Regions from separate parts of the Sus scrofa genome. Here regions 2, 3, 4 and 5 are each linked to region 1. A link is a contact called in public Hi-C and HiChIP or PLAC-seq data. All regions are on one chromosome and are shown on one strand. Each heading gives the region's core, a stretch centred on a gene start, on an enhancer-like site or on the middle of the called end of the contact. The rest is flanking DNA. Distances are from core to core; before and after follow the strand shown.

What was found. A called contact is a pair of places that touch in the nucleus more often than the background predicts. HiChIP or PLAC-seq counts read pairs in DNA pulled down with a chosen protein or histone mark.
Region 2: an H3K27ac HiChIP or PLAC-seq map of skeletal muscle shows a contact between it and region 1. The contact joins two enhancer-like sites. A contact is called at or near these places in 5 of 47 Hi-C or Micro-C datasets (blood, embryonic fibroblasts, liver and 2 more) and 2 of 2 datasets of contacts at active chromatin or transcription factors (alveolar macrophages and skeletal muscle).
Region 3: a contact with region 1 is called in an H3K27ac HiChIP or PLAC-seq map of skeletal muscle. The contact joins the promoter of HES1 here to the enhancer-like site in region 1. A contact is called at or near these places in 3 of 5 promoter capture datasets (fetal liver, fetal skeletal muscle and liver), 27 of 47 Hi-C or Micro-C datasets (adipose tissue, alveolar macrophages, blood and 16 more) and 2 of 2 datasets of contacts at active chromatin or transcription factors (alveolar macrophages and skeletal muscle).
Region 4: a Hi-C map of skeletal muscle shows a contact between it and region 1, with 5 times the contacts expected there. The contact joins two enhancer-like sites. A contact is called at or near these places in 3 of 47 Hi-C or Micro-C datasets (heart right ventricle, liver and skeletal muscle) and 1 of 2 datasets of contacts at active chromatin or transcription factors (skeletal muscle).
Region 5: a contact with region 1 is called in an H3K27ac HiChIP or PLAC-seq map of skeletal muscle, with 7 times the contacts expected there. The contact joins two enhancer-like sites. A contact is called at or near these places in 7 of 47 Hi-C or Micro-C datasets (embryonic fibroblasts, fetal skeletal muscle, heart right ventricle and 2 more) and 1 of 2 datasets of contacts at active chromatin or transcription factors (skeletal muscle).

Annotation. Positions count from the first base shown.
Region 1 is chr13:130,789,481-130,792,170 of Sscrofa11.1, forward strand. No RefSeq gene overlaps it. Among named protein-coding and RNA genes, the nearest start is that of OPA1, 170 kb to the left of the region's middle. Within about 2 kb of position 1,346, at least 17 of the 83 cell types and tissues checked have an H3K27ac peak or open chromatin away from gene starts, as enhancers often do. A contact at or near this core is called in adipose tissue and skeletal muscle, where this site is marked.
Region 2 is chr13:131,157,614-131,160,303 of Sscrofa11.1, forward strand. No RefSeq gene overlaps it. Among named protein-coding and RNA genes, the nearest start is that of HES1, 23 kb to the left of the region's middle. Within about 2 kb of position 1,383, at least 28 of the 83 cell types and tissues checked have an H3K27ac peak or open chromatin away from gene starts, as enhancers often do. A contact at or near this core is called in skeletal muscle, where this site is marked.
Region 3 is chr13:131,134,644-131,137,333 of Sscrofa11.1, forward strand. HES1 (hes family bHLH transcription factor 1) reads left to right here and starts at 1,327. Exons shown (of 4, transcript NM_001195231.1): 1 at 1,327-1,441; 2 at 1,589-1,684; 3 at 1,938-2,025; 4 at 2,668-2,690. The coding sequence starts at 1,334. LOC102164131 (a long non-coding RNA gene) reads right to left here and starts at 936. Exons shown (of 8, transcript XR_002337825.1): 1 at 1-936.
Region 4 is chr13:131,079,467-131,082,156 of Sscrofa11.1, forward strand. No RefSeq gene overlaps it. Among named protein-coding and RNA genes, the nearest start is that of HES1, 55 kb to the right of the region's middle. Within about 2 kb of position 1,330, at least 7 of the 83 cell types and tissues checked have an H3K27ac peak or open chromatin away from gene starts, as enhancers often do. A contact at or near this core is called in skeletal muscle, where this site is marked.
Region 5 is chr13:131,061,415-131,064,104 of Sscrofa11.1, forward strand. No RefSeq gene overlaps it. Among named protein-coding and RNA genes, the nearest start is that of HES1, 73 kb to the right of the region's middle. Within about 2 kb of position 1,392, at least 3 of the 83 cell types and tissues checked have an H3K27ac peak or open chromatin away from gene starts, as enhancers often do. A contact at or near this core is called in skeletal muscle, where this site is marked.

The DNA of each region.
Region 1 (2,690 bases), core at 96-2,595:
GATCGTGGCAGATACCATCTCTCTCTCCACCGACTTGGCAGGAAGCTGGTCCAGTGTGGGGAGTGGAGCGTTCCCTCTGGGCATGTGAGTACGCCCACTGAGCCAGCACGCTTGCTCCTGTCCTCTCTGCAGTCAGAGGGAGATTCGTGTGCTCAAGAGACAGCTGCAGTGCCGCACAACCCTTCACAGCTTCTCTCCACCGGCACTGGCTGTACGGCCATTTGCTCTGGAGGACCCAGTGTCCATTCTCCCTCGTCCCTTGGGATCAGGCCCTGATTTTATGGGAAGGGTCCATGAAACTACATTCCCAAGCACCCCTGCAGCTGGAGTGGCCCAGAAGATGCAAGCACAAGGCATTAGATGGGTCTTCAAGGGGGGCTGACCAAGTGGGAAGGGACCCCGGGCCCCTTGCCCTCCCACCTCTTCCTCTCTGGGTGCAGAGGTGACGGTGAGAACATAAGCAATCATCTAGGCCCACAAGGCCCATGAAGCAGTCATGCTAGAAGGATGACTAAGGAAGAATCTGGAAGGAAATCTAGCTCCCAGTGATTTTGTGGACCTGCTGCTCTCTGCAGGTATCTTTCAGGTGAGCAAATAAACCCCTAGTTTGATGAAGTCAGATTTGTGATTTGGGCTCTGTTACTAATCATACAGAATCCCTGCCAGATATATAGGCAGATTGGGAAAGTAGTGAGCTCCTTGGCACTGGAGATGTGCAAGCATCCACTGTAGGGTTAGGGGTGAGGGTGCTGGCAGGGAGGGGTGAGTAAGAGCAGAGTATGAACCAGAAGCCTTCAGTATTTGGTGCTTGGTACTCCTGCTGCTCTTATATGCACCATAGGAAACCTACAGGGGGTTCGGCCCCAGCCTGTTATGACTTTTAGTCCAATGGCTTTAATCTGAACCTCAAAACAGTAGGCTAAAAAGATAAATTCCCCACAACTTAGGGGACTCTTTGAATCTTCTGCTTCTAAAACCTGAGGCTTTGCAGTAGAAGAAGCCTGGGGGGCTGAGGTGCAGGTGGCCCCGGGGACAACTCCCATTTCAGCGCGATTGTCCTTTGGGCCTATAGGGGGCACTAGGGAACTGCAGATGCCCGTCTCCTCTCTGGCTGGGGTTCCACCATCCCGACCCAGAGCCAAGGAGCAAGGAAAGAATGGGGCTGGGGCTGGGGCTGGGTTATAATGGGTGGGAACGAGATCCTCTCTCTTTCCCCTGTTCTTCGTAAAGATCTAAAAATGCAGAGCATCCGGTTTTAAAGTTCAGAAGAAAGTCCAGCCCCCTCCCCGCCGCTCGACTCTGCAGCGAGAACTTGACATTACTGTCCCTGAATCTGAGGCTGGGAAGAGGCCTTGGAGACCAGCCAGTGGTCCTCACCACTCATTCAGCAAATGAGGAAGATGGAGGCTGGAGAAGGGAAACGCTGGGTCCAAAGCCACCCAGGGCAGGGTGGCAGTGGCAGCACAGGGACAAGAATCTGGGCCTTCCAATTTCCAGTCTAGAGTTCTTTCCAGCATGCCCACCATCATTTTCCAGCCCTGGGATGGGAAGGTGGGGGAGCTCTGGCAAGGCTGGGGGTCTGATGTGAACTGGAATCTGTTTAATTTCACCTCTCATTGCTTCTGCCAGCTCGCCAGCACTGGCTGACGGAGGCAATTAGAACCAGACATCCCAGAAGGGCATTCCAGGGAGATCTCTTAAAATTCCACAGCAGCTGGGGACTTGCCTTTTCCTGCAGGGATCATCTGGTGTGTAAATACCCAGTTGTGTAAGTCATGGGCTGGAGAGGAGGGTGCTGGTACACACACACACACACACACACACACACACAGAGGCTATCTCTCAAAATGCACTCATCCACAGACAGAAAAATAGAGAAATTTTCGGTAGCAATCTCTTTCCTGTCTTACCTCCCAAAGAGAGAAGTTAGCAATTTACAGGCCACCCTGGGAACATCTAATTACTTGCTTGTAAGGGGTGAGGACTGTTTGCACTGGGCGTGGGTGGCAGAGGGGTGGGGGGCATTCCTGTTTTTCTTCCACCCCCTGCAGATGGCTGCTCACCACCGCTGAGCTCTGGGCCACAGCCAAGGGGTGTCGGCGGCCAGCTCAGCTAATGCATGAGCACCAGACCCTGGCTCAAAGGTGTTGTCTCAGTTTCTCGGTGGGGAAATTGAGCCTCCAAAAGGCAAGACAGCAGAGCAGGGAACCCCACCTCAAGAGTCCCCTGGTGGCCTAGTGGATTAAGGATCTGGCGTTATCCCTGCCGTGGTGCAGGTTCGTTCCCTGGCCCGAGAACTTCTGCATGCCGAGGGCATGGCCAGAAAAAGGACCCCCGGTCCAGGACTCCTTACTGGGACTCAACCACCTGTGATAGACAGGGGTGGTGGCAACCAAAACAGAGTCATGTGTTGAAGGCAGCCTTCTCTATTCTCGGGGCTCCCATTCCACACTCGTCATCAGGAAACCTCGCTTTTACCAATAATGTGCCCCCATGAAATTGACCCATGTTCAAGTAAACCCAGAGGGTCTTTTGCTAGCGGTCAGTGGGAAATGGTGCAAGACCCTGGCAGGTGGGAGAACCGCGCACCTTCCTTAATCTGAGCGTCAGGAGGGAGCACCTGCTCCAACTGTGATTTACAGGAGGAGAGAAGGGGACCACAAGGACATTCTTCTGACATGTCTACATAC
Region 2 (2,690 bases), core at 133-2,632, 370 kb after region 1:
GGGATGCCAGGCAGTTTGGCAGATGAGAGCAGAGGGAGAAGAGAAGAGGTTAGAAGAGGCTCCAGGGCTGGGTGTGATTTCCAGTGGGAAGGCAGAGAAGGACCAGGTCTGACTGGTTTCATGTGCTAATGAGTCACGGCCCTGAGTCAATCCTTGTCCAGGAAAAGCTGCCTCTTTAAATTCCCTGGAGGGGGCCTGGTGGAGCCCAAAGCTGACCTGGAGATGGGCACTGCTCCAACTCCTGGTCACCTTGGCGATGTCACCTGCCCTCACTGAACTCCAGTTTCTTTATCTGTAAAATGGGAGCTTTGAATGATGTGGTCCTGGGGTTCCTCCAACTTGGAGCCCCAAATCCCCTGAATTGCCCTCCCCAGAGGCCTGCCCCCCCTTGAATGAGAGTCAATAGGTGCATACAATGTGAGTAGCTGAGTGACTGGATTTTGGGTTTCAGGTGACCTGACAGCAGCAGGCATTTCCCTGCCACCTCCGGGTCAGCTTCTCTCCTCTCCCTGTGGCTCTGTATTTCTTTGAGCTGGGGGAGGCTGTTATGGAATCCAGTGTAGGCTCAGACCTGGAGGTCACCCACCTCAAGGGAGTCAGGGAGCTCCCTCTTACCTCCCCTCCCCCCGGGCCATGGACAGAGTGGCCAGCCTGGGCCTGTGGGTCTGGACAGTGACCCTTCTGTAGGATTGGTCCCCTTTCCTTCTGTCCTGTGGGAGGCTAGTCTTCTTAGTTCTGAAGAGTGTCCCTGGGTACAGTTAAGGAGGTGGTGAAGGCGGGAAGAGGAAATCTTGAAGGGGACCCAGGGCTGCCTGGAATTGTCCCAACCTCTGAGTGAGAGAAGAAAAAAACAAAAAATCTCTGAGTTGGGGTGAGGAAGGTTGTTTAAAGGCAGCAGCGAATTGGGGTGAAAGAGCGGGGTGGTGGGTATGGAGAGAGAAAGACACAGGACATGAGACTGATATGGTATTCTGAGAGCACAAAGCTGGACGCCGGTTCCTGTCCCACAGCTGGATCTCAGGGCTCAGGCTGAGACTCTCAATATCTTGATCTCTCTTTCATCCTCCCTTCCCCTCAGCCCCCCCCCCCATCTTCTGTTGCTTCCGTGGTTTGCATTATCTTCTGCCAAGCCCCTCGGGACCTGCCATAAGTCTTACCCCCACTCCAGGAACTGTGCACAGACGCCACTGAGAACAGAGCCCTCCACGCCAGAAACAGCACACGGGCTTCTGCTCAGCCTCTGTGGCCTTGGACCAGCTCCCGGGAAGGGCCCCTGCCTGGTGACAGGCACCCACACAGCCTGCCTCACAGAGGCTGCACTGTGGGGAGCCCCTACCTCCCAGAGGAACAGGCAGGCGTGCTCACAGCCACCCCTCGGCCTAGGCTCAGCCAGGTCCAAGGCACAAGGCTTCTCTCCCAAGGGACTAAGCTCGCAACTCACTGACCTTGAGAAAGTTATTTTTGTCTCTGCAGACTTCCCTTTCCCTGTTTTTAAATAGATCGGAGATTTATGCAGCTTAATTCATAAAGAAGCTTCATGGAAAAAGCCTGACTTTTTCTGAAGTGTTTTGGTTTCCTGAGAAGAACCCAAGGTTCCAGGAAACCTCCTGGAGCTGTCACAGACGCATGTGTACACGTACACACACACACACACACACACACACACACACACACACAGTGCACAGACTGGCCCCCAAGCTCACACTACACCACACTGATTCCTAACTGGGCGGGGATGCCCCGGGACAGGGACATGGCTTTGTGCGCTACTGGGTCCCCTACAATGTAGTGGGGAATAAAGTTTTGGAATAAAGTTAATGCTCAATACATGTGTATTGAATGAATGTGCTTGACACACACTGCCCGTGTCCCCTCGGCCCCCCTCTCCCCGCCAGGTGCTGGCCACTGTGCCCTTAAGCTGCTCACGGTCCAGGAGAGAGACAAGCTCATAAACAAATACAGCCAATACAGAGTGTTAAGGGCCAGCAGGACAGAAGAGAGCGCACAAGAAGGCTCAGAGGAGGAAGAGAGGGTTCAGCTCTGCCCCGTGGGGGTGTGGGGACAGGAGGCTGAAGGCTCTGAGCATTGATGGAAGGGTGGGATTTCATTAGCCTGATAAGAGGGGTGGTGAGGGGTGGTGCTGATGGCAGAGAGCTTTCCTTCCTTAGTAGGAAAACGTGTTCAAAAGCAGAGAGCCCTGAAACAGCATGGAAATCAGGGAGGCAGGGTGCTAGGAGATGGGGGGAGGGCGGGGGACGAGGGGCTGGATGGGGAGGATTGGATCCTGTAGGTCATTATGTTGGAGTTCCCGCTGTGGTGCAACGGGATTGGCAACGTCTCTGCAGGACCAGGATGCAGGTTCGATCCCTGGCCCGGATCCAGCGTTGCAATAGCTGGGACATAGGTCACAACTGCAGCTGGGATCTAATCCCTGGCCGGGTAATTCCATATGCCACAGGGCAGCCCAATACATACATACATACATACATAAAGACATTATATCCCAGTGTTTTCTAGGGATTCCTATGCTGAACTTTGACCTTCTTGGGACCTTAAACTGTAATAGTCTTACTCTTCTCTCTGCTGACTGAGAATCTATACAAGCATGATGGGCTTACACACACCCTCCCCGTAACTCTGAGACTCCCCCCACTCCCACGTCTGTCTCTACACCAGGGCCCCTATGTTGG
Region 3 (2,690 bases), core at 77-2,576, 350 kb after region 1:
GGCCGCAGCCGCGGCGGCAATAAAACATCCTGGCACGTGCTTCGGCTCCAGGCGCGCCCTCGCCGGCCGGCTGATGTCAAACTGCAGCTCGGCTGGTGTAGCTCTTAAAGGGCCCGCGCGCGACGGGTGTCGAGGTTGCCCTGGTCGCTCGCGGGGCGAGAAGGAGGGAGCGGCTGCCACTCGGCTCGCCACCTCTATGTGCAGCAAAACTGAGAGCCCACGGGTGGAAAGGGAAAGGGTGGCCAGGACGCGCGCGCGTCCCTGAGGCATTGCCATCAAAGCCCTCCTTGTTCATCTTTCATTTGAAATTCCATTTCCTTTCTGCTCAGTTGGAAATTATTCTGATTGTTTCCTGGGGAAGCGCTAGGTTCAAGGCCTCAACTCCGTAACAGAAATGAGAGACAGGCTGGGGTAGGGGTGGAGGGCGGGGATCAAAAACCACTTTGCTCTGAAAAACCTGCAAATGTAAGTAAGATGGAGGCACTTTTTCCTTTTCTGCATGCAGAAAGGAATTTTGTCCTTTTTCTGCATGGTCGACTTTCACCCCCCACCCCCGGAATGTGCGGAGTCTGAGCGGGAAATCACTTAGATGTTTCTGTAAGTCACACCCTTGCACATGTTCCCCCTTTTTCTTTTAACCATGCAATTATAATCTTTTATCCCTGTCCTTCTAAACCTTTTTAAAAATATATTTCAAGTGAACTTATTAGTGTCAAAGCAGCTCTATTACACGCGAATGGAAATAAGCAGCAAAGACCCCAGCCTCCAAAGAAATAAACTAGAGTAGATCAAACCCAATGCAGAAAAATCCTCTCTAAAGCAAAGCCCAGTAGGGAGAGTAACAAAGGGTTAAAATCCTTTTGATTGACGTTGTAGCCTCTGGTGCCCCGGGCTCAGGCGCGCGCCATTGGCCGCCAGGCCTTGTGCCTGGCGGCCAATGGGGGGGCGCGGTCCACGAGCGGTGCCGCGTGTCTCCTCCTCCCATTGGCTGAAAGTTACTGTGGGAAAGAAAGTTTGGGAAGTTTCACACGAGCCGTTCGCGTGCAGTCCCAGATATATATAGAGGCCGCCAGGGCCTGAGGATCACACTGGATCCGGGAGCTGGTGCTGATAACAGCGGAATCCCCCGTCTACCTCTCTCCTTGGTCCTGGAATTGCGCTACCGATCACCAAGTAGCCATAAGATATAATAAACCTTCAGCACTTGCTCAGTAGCTTTGCGAAAGTCTCAAGTAAAAGAGACATAAACAAAACAATTTTTTTTGGTGTGAAGAACTCCAAAAATAAAATTCTCTAGGGATTAAAAAAAAAAAAAAAAAAAAAAAAACAGAAAATGCCAGCTGATATAATGGAGAAAAATTCCTCGTCCCCGGTGGCTGCTACCCCAGCCAGTGTCAACACGACACCGGATAAACCAAAGACAGCATCTGAGCACAGAAAGGTAAGGGCAATACCTGTATCTCTCCACAGCCCCTAAGAGATTAAGTCGGGATGGGTGGGGGCTCCTTTCTCCCTTTAAACCCTGGGGTGAAATGTCAAGTCTCATGGGAACTCAGGGCTCTTTTTCCTCCCCCCTCCCCTTTTACAGTCATCAAAGCCCATCATGGAGAAAAGACGAAGAGCAAGAATAAATGAAAGTCTGAGCCAGCTGAAAACACTGATTTTGGATGCTCTTAAAAAAGATGTAAGTGGGTAATATTGCCTTTTTTAATTAAAAAAATTGAAATACTATTTCTTTGGTATTAAGAACCAAACCCCTTTGTCAGCGAGATCTCCCCCGCCTGCACTGCGTTCCCTTAGGCGGGAGGGCTGGGTCTACTCTACCCGGGGTCTGGGGGATGTTGGCGACGCGGCGGAGAGGAGGGACCCCCCACCCCCAGCACTCCGAGGCCGCTGGCAGTCTCTCACGTTCCTCCCTTGCCTCCTTTTCTGTGCAGAGCTCGAGGCATTCCAAGCTGGAGAAGGCGGACATTCTGGAAATGACAGTGAAGCACCTCCGGAACCTGCAGCGGGCGCAGATGACGGGTGAGGGCGGCTGGCCGCGTCCCCCTCTGCGGGCGTCCCTCTCGCCCCGCGGTGATTTCTTCCAGACTTCCGCCCGTGGTTGTGAGAGGCATTCAGCTACATTTTACTGCCTTGGCTCATTCTTGCGTTCCCACGGTCTGGGGCTTATTTATAGCCACAACTCCAAGTTGTTACTGTTCCGGAAAGGGAGGGAGAGAGGTTGTAGTGGCGAGGGCGGCGGGCGGCTTGGCCAGGGGGAAGCGGGTGGGGGCGAAAAGACTTAGAAGCGTGGCGGTCTTTAAGCTGCGCGGAGCCTGGGGTCATCTGGTTTAGCACTCCACTACAGAAGGAAAAATAAGGCTTGGTGGTGGAGAAGGGGGGAAGGGCATTATCCAAGGTCAAATCGCGCGGGGGTTAGGGGGAGGCAGATCTGAGGTTGAGATCGGTTTAAATGGAGCGACTGAGAGCAGAGAGGGAGCGTCTCGGCTTTGGTCGCCAAGCTAGGATGGAGAAGCGATTGTTTTTTCCTAAGCCCATCCTAGTAGCCAGAGGCAGTTCTACGGGCGGGTGGTCAGGGAGGCGCACTGCGGGGACCTCCCAGGGCGGAGGAGGTGGCCTCGGGGCCAGGGACGTTCGGTGACCCGTCTGTCTCCTGGCCCGCAGCCGCGCTAAGCACAGACCCGAGC
Region 4 (2,690 bases), core at 80-2,579, 290 kb after region 1:
TGGCAGCCAGATCCAACTAAAATAGGGTCTTTAGAAAAAGCAGCTTTTGATGTCAGTTTTTTTTTCACATGGACTCATTAAAAATAAACACAAAGGATGGGGTGGACGGAGAGTTTGGGGTTAGTAGATGCAAATGATTACATTTAGAATGGATAAGCAATGAGGTCGTGCTGTATGGCACAGGGAATCACATCCAATCTCTTGGGATAGATGATGATGGAAGGCAATACAAGAAAAGGAAACTATGTATGTATGTGTGACTGGGTCACTTTGCTGTACAGCAGAAATCGGCACAACATTGTCAATCAAATATACTTTCATTAAAAATAAATAAATAGGTGGGAGTTCCCATCGTGGCTCAGCAGTAACGAATCCGACTCAGATCCATGAGGACACAGGTTTGATAGCTGGTCTTGCTCAGTGGGTCAAGGATCCAGCATTGCTATGAGCTGCAGTGCAGGTCACAGACTTGGCTCAGATCCCGCGTTGCCGTGGCTGTGGTGTAGGCCAGCAGCTGCAACTCTGATTCAACCCCCAGCCTGGGAACCTCCATATGCCTCAAGGGCAGCCCTAAAAAGAAAATAAATAAATAAACAAAAAAAGACAAAGGCAACCAAACCAAAAGACATTTTCCCAGGCATCTCCCATGGAGACTGTGGAGCCAAAAAAGCCATTCCCTGCTCTGAAGAGGACCAGTGGCAGAAATGAACCAAGTACGGAAATAATTATGATCGAGGGCATAAAGTGACTGGTGTATTTTTGCGGGACACACACTTGGAGACCGCGGAGGAAGGAGGGCTGGATTGTGGCTAAAATTGGAGGGAGGGGAGGCAGAAGGGGAGAGCTGCAGGGAGAAAGTGGCATCTGAGGAATGAGGTAGCCGTGCTTGCACAGAAAGGAGACTGGGATGACAGCAAAAAGCTGAGGCTACAAGACAGGAAGTGAGAGGAGGGGGAGGGAGCTTTCAGGGACTCACGACTGGTCTAGCCTTTTCTGCAGCAGTGCTTGCCAATGAAGCTGGAAAGAAACTCCGCGCTGGCTGCAGCAGGGATGATCAGGGGTCTCTGGCCCCTGCGGCTCCTTGGAGCTCAGGTTTAAAAGCATAAGGGACTGGGACATGTCATATTCCTAGCTTCCAGGCTCACCTCTCCTGAAATGGATCCCCCCCCACTTCAAGCCCCACCCGTTGCACAAGGAGTGAGGGTGGACAGCTGAACAACCAGTGTGGCCTCCCGAGTGGCCGTGGGAAGGGGTGGCCTATCTGCTCCCTCTCACTTGCTTCCGCCCACTGTGAAATCCGCATCAGCTGGAGGTCCCCAAGAGATCCGTTTCCATCTGTTCTGGGAATGGCTGTTGGGAAAGCCTCAGGATCAGAGAGCACAGCTCAGCCTATAGGAGGTGTGACAGGGCAGCCTGGGGTGGGGGTTGGGAAGGAGCCCACTGCAAAGGCATGTTCAGCCAGCCCCGGGAACAGCTGCCCGGCCATGGGGCCACAAGGCTTCCAGCTTCCCAGCCGCTCTCAAATCACCCATTTTTGTAGCCCAGTTGCTAATGATGTAATTAAGTTCATCAGAAAGCCATCTGTTCTGGTTTTCATACAGTGGGCATGCTCTGAGGGAAGCCGACCAGAGTCAGGGGACTTGAGCGACTAAATGAGCAGGGCCCTTGATGTCCCCAAGGGCCTGGCAACTCCCCCTCAACCCCAGACTTCATCTGTCTTTAATTAGACCGGGAAGCATCCTCAGCCAAGACCCCAAGACAGACTTGCAAGTCCCAGGGCTCCCTACCACCTGCTAGCCCTGGCCTGCATGAGCTCCACGCAGCTCTGGGAGACTGGACAGGGCGTACCCTCTTGAGCAAGTGTGAGAGGAGCAGCTGTTCCATTCAAGCGTATTGTCTTAGCAGTTCCCTCCAAAAGCAGAGCTGGAAACAAAGGTCTCCATCAGGTATTCATTTGGGTAATGGTCCCTCCTGGAGGCAGGAGGGAGGTTCTGTTGCAGGGGGAGCAGGGAAGAAGGGAGAGCCTCGCCAAGGATGCATGACTGTGGCAGCATGCACTTGGGGACCCAGCGCTCCAATCCTTGGAAACTCCCAAAGGGCTTTATGAAAAGCATCTCAGAACTGCTCACCCAAGGGTCGAAAGGGGGAAGCATTTACCTGTAGGTTCCTGTCTTTATCAGTCAAGGGTGGGCCCATGCAGTTCCAGGATGCACATTGGTTAGTGTCCTTGCCACACAGCAGAAGCCTGAGGAAGTGAGAGGTACGTGAGATGGCCTCAGGGTGGGGTGCGCCCCAAGCACCCCCATAAAGCTGCTTAAAGCCTATGCACACATAGGTTCTGTGCCATGGCTGCTGGCAGAGGGCCTGAGGAGGAGACAGTCTCTGGAACGCCTTGGAAGGCTGTGTCTGCTTCTACCATGTCTGTCCTAAGTCCGAAGTACCAGCTAAACCTGCTTGAGGCCTGCCCCTCGCTAAGATGCTGTATTAGATTTTTATTGCTGCTGTAAGGAATCCCCACAGACATAGTATCTTCAAACAACACAAATGTATCATCTGATGGCACTAGAGCTCCAAAGTCCAAAATGGGTCTCAATGGGCTAAAATCAAGGGGTTGGCCAGGCTGTTTCCTTTCCTAGGAGCTCTAGAAGAGAATCTGTTTTCTTGCCTTTTCCAGCTTCTAGAGCATGCCT
Region 5 (2,690 bases), core at 142-2,641, 270 kb after region 1:
ATTTTCCCAGGCCCCTGGGCTCTACCTGTGGATCTCATACCCCAGTAGAGTTTGGAGCTGCCCTTAGTTGGGGCGTGGCCTTCCCAGTTGTCTGTGAGGCCTGGACACTGGAGGCCACACCTCCTTTCCCCTCTGCCTCCCTGTGCCCCTAGCGCAGGGCCGCGGGTATAGCATGGCTGAACTTGGCCTGACAAAGGAAGCCTTACACTTGGACAGGGAGGCCTGGACCACGACCCATTGTGACCACTGACTAGCTATTGACCTTGGAAAGTTAACTTTTTTGTCTGGACAATAGAATCCCCATGCATACAGTGAAGCGGGTGAGCTACACATTCTTTGAGGCTTGTCTCTAATACTCTATGATTATGTGATTTCTAGCAAATGCCCTCTCTCTCTCTCTCTCTCTCTCTCTCTCTCTCTCTCTCTCTCTCTCTCTCTCTCAACACACCCAGGGGCATACATGCATCCTACCTCCCATCTCACTTCTCCCTTTCCTAGATGACTCAGACACACAACATGAAACACACATCTCTCCAGATGAATGCTCCTCAGCCTGACATTTGATCTTAACAATATCAACATGACATCGTCCCCAGCGCCCATGGAATACACAGCTCAGCACCACGTGTCCAATTCTTTCCAGGTTCCAGAACAGTTTCGCCCAGGATCCCACAGAATTCCATAAAAACCTGTTCCTTTGCCCCATCTCACAGAAGAGGGTTTGAAAGCCATCACATCACTAGCTAGTAAGTCGTCTCCCCTCCACGGAAGCCGCTGCTCCCTTCCCAGGGGCGCCAGGCACAGTAGAGCATCCTTCTTCTCTGTGTGGGAGGGAGAGGGAGGCAGGAAGGGAGCGGTTGAGGTTCAAAAAAAGAGAAGAGAAAGCAGAAGAGATGGGGAAAGAGGAAGGGAGAGAAGAGGGTAGCTACCTTCCTGATACTGGGGGAAAGCCCTCCCACCTCAACCTGCCCTCAGCTCATGGCGCCTCGCGCCTCCTAGGATCTGGAAGCCAAGGGTTTTTCTTCCCACCCTCTGCCACTTCCCTGCCCTCCCCTGGTCTCTCTCCACTCTTAGGCTGCCCTAAAAAGAATGTCCACTGCAACCTCCCTCCAGCTGTTTGTTTGATCTTTTTAAAAGTCTCTCGCTTATCAGTGGCATATGCTCCAACTAAAAAATAGACCTTGGGCATTCAGGATGGGAAAGAGTATTGAATGGCAACAGCCAGCCTTGTGCCAAGGGTGTGGGCAGCCCCTGGATACCTCTGATGACCAGATGTCCTGGATTTGCCTGGATGGTCCTAATTTAAAACATTCTAGCCTCTTGTCCCTGCGAGTGCTTTCACACTTGTCAGACCATGTGTCCTATTTGGGGTTTGGAAAATATAGTTACCAGATGGATATCTGATATCCAAGCATCAAACTGGCCCAGTGTGAGCATCACGGGGGTGGAAAGAGGACAAGCATTGGAGCCAGATGGATCTGGGGTCAACCAGCTCAGCCACTTACTATCTATGTGGCTTTAGGCAGTTTTTATTTTCTAAGCCCTGGTTTCTTCATTGAGAGAATAAGTAGTTTGCCTATAAGTCAGCCCCGTGGACTTTGACTTAAAAAAACTACTGCTCATAGATACTTAATATCTCCCAGATGTTTCTGCCTTTCTGTCTGTACTGTCATATTGTTTGGATTTGGGTCAAATCTGGTGTGTTTCTATTTAAAGCATTAGCATAAATGCATGGTTCAGAGTGTCATCTTTGTTTGGGGGGGGGCATGCCCACAGCATGTGGAAGTTTCCCAGGCCAGGGATTGAACTCGAGCTACAGCAGTGACAATGCCAGATCCTTAACCTGCTGAGCTGCCAAGGAACTCTCAGAGTGCCATCTTAAACAGCAAGGATAACAGCAACCAAAATATCCCAAAAGATATAAAATGCCCTTCTTTCTGCCTCTTCATCCATTCCAAATCTTCCTCATTCCTTAAAAGCCCATTCAACAGAGTCGAATGTCTCTAACAGTTTCTCACAGGTTGATCTTTCCCCAGCCACTTCGGAGCATGGGGAGGCTGATCTAGATCCCTGCTGGAGGCTGCAGCTGCTTTTGCTTCTGCTCTCACCTCCCTCTAACTCACCTGTCACAAGCCCAGCACGTGGACCTTCTTTGAGCCCCTCTCCCCACCTGGTACCCAGGGGCCAAGGCGGACAATGACAGGTGGGTCCACTGTAGAGCTGGCCAAGTGCTATAGCTGATCCCCAAGTCCCACGAACCTACTGTTGGCCTTAGCCTGGTCACTTGACCTTTCTTGGCCTCAGTGCCCTCATCTGAAAACTAGGATTAGGTTTCCTATATCTGATGCCCTTGAGATACACTTTCAAAGCCTGACTGTTGCCCTGTCATTGAACAAGGCTCTCCTCCTTCATTCCCAAGCCTCCCTCAGCTCTTATTTCCAGGCACTTCAAGCATAAATTCAGCATTTAAAAAAAAAAACCTCCAACACCTGGCATTCAGAAGCTTGCCGAATCTGGCCATATTCCAAGCTTCTCAAACCTATTTTCCACTCGGCACACACTTTTGGTTCCAGCCACGCCAGGTTCCTCAAGGCCTGCTCGTGCCTGCCTCCACCTCTGCCCAGCCGATTCCCTTCATCAGGTATGCCCCCTGCCCACGTAGTCAAGGAGGTCTCCACTTCTAGCATGAG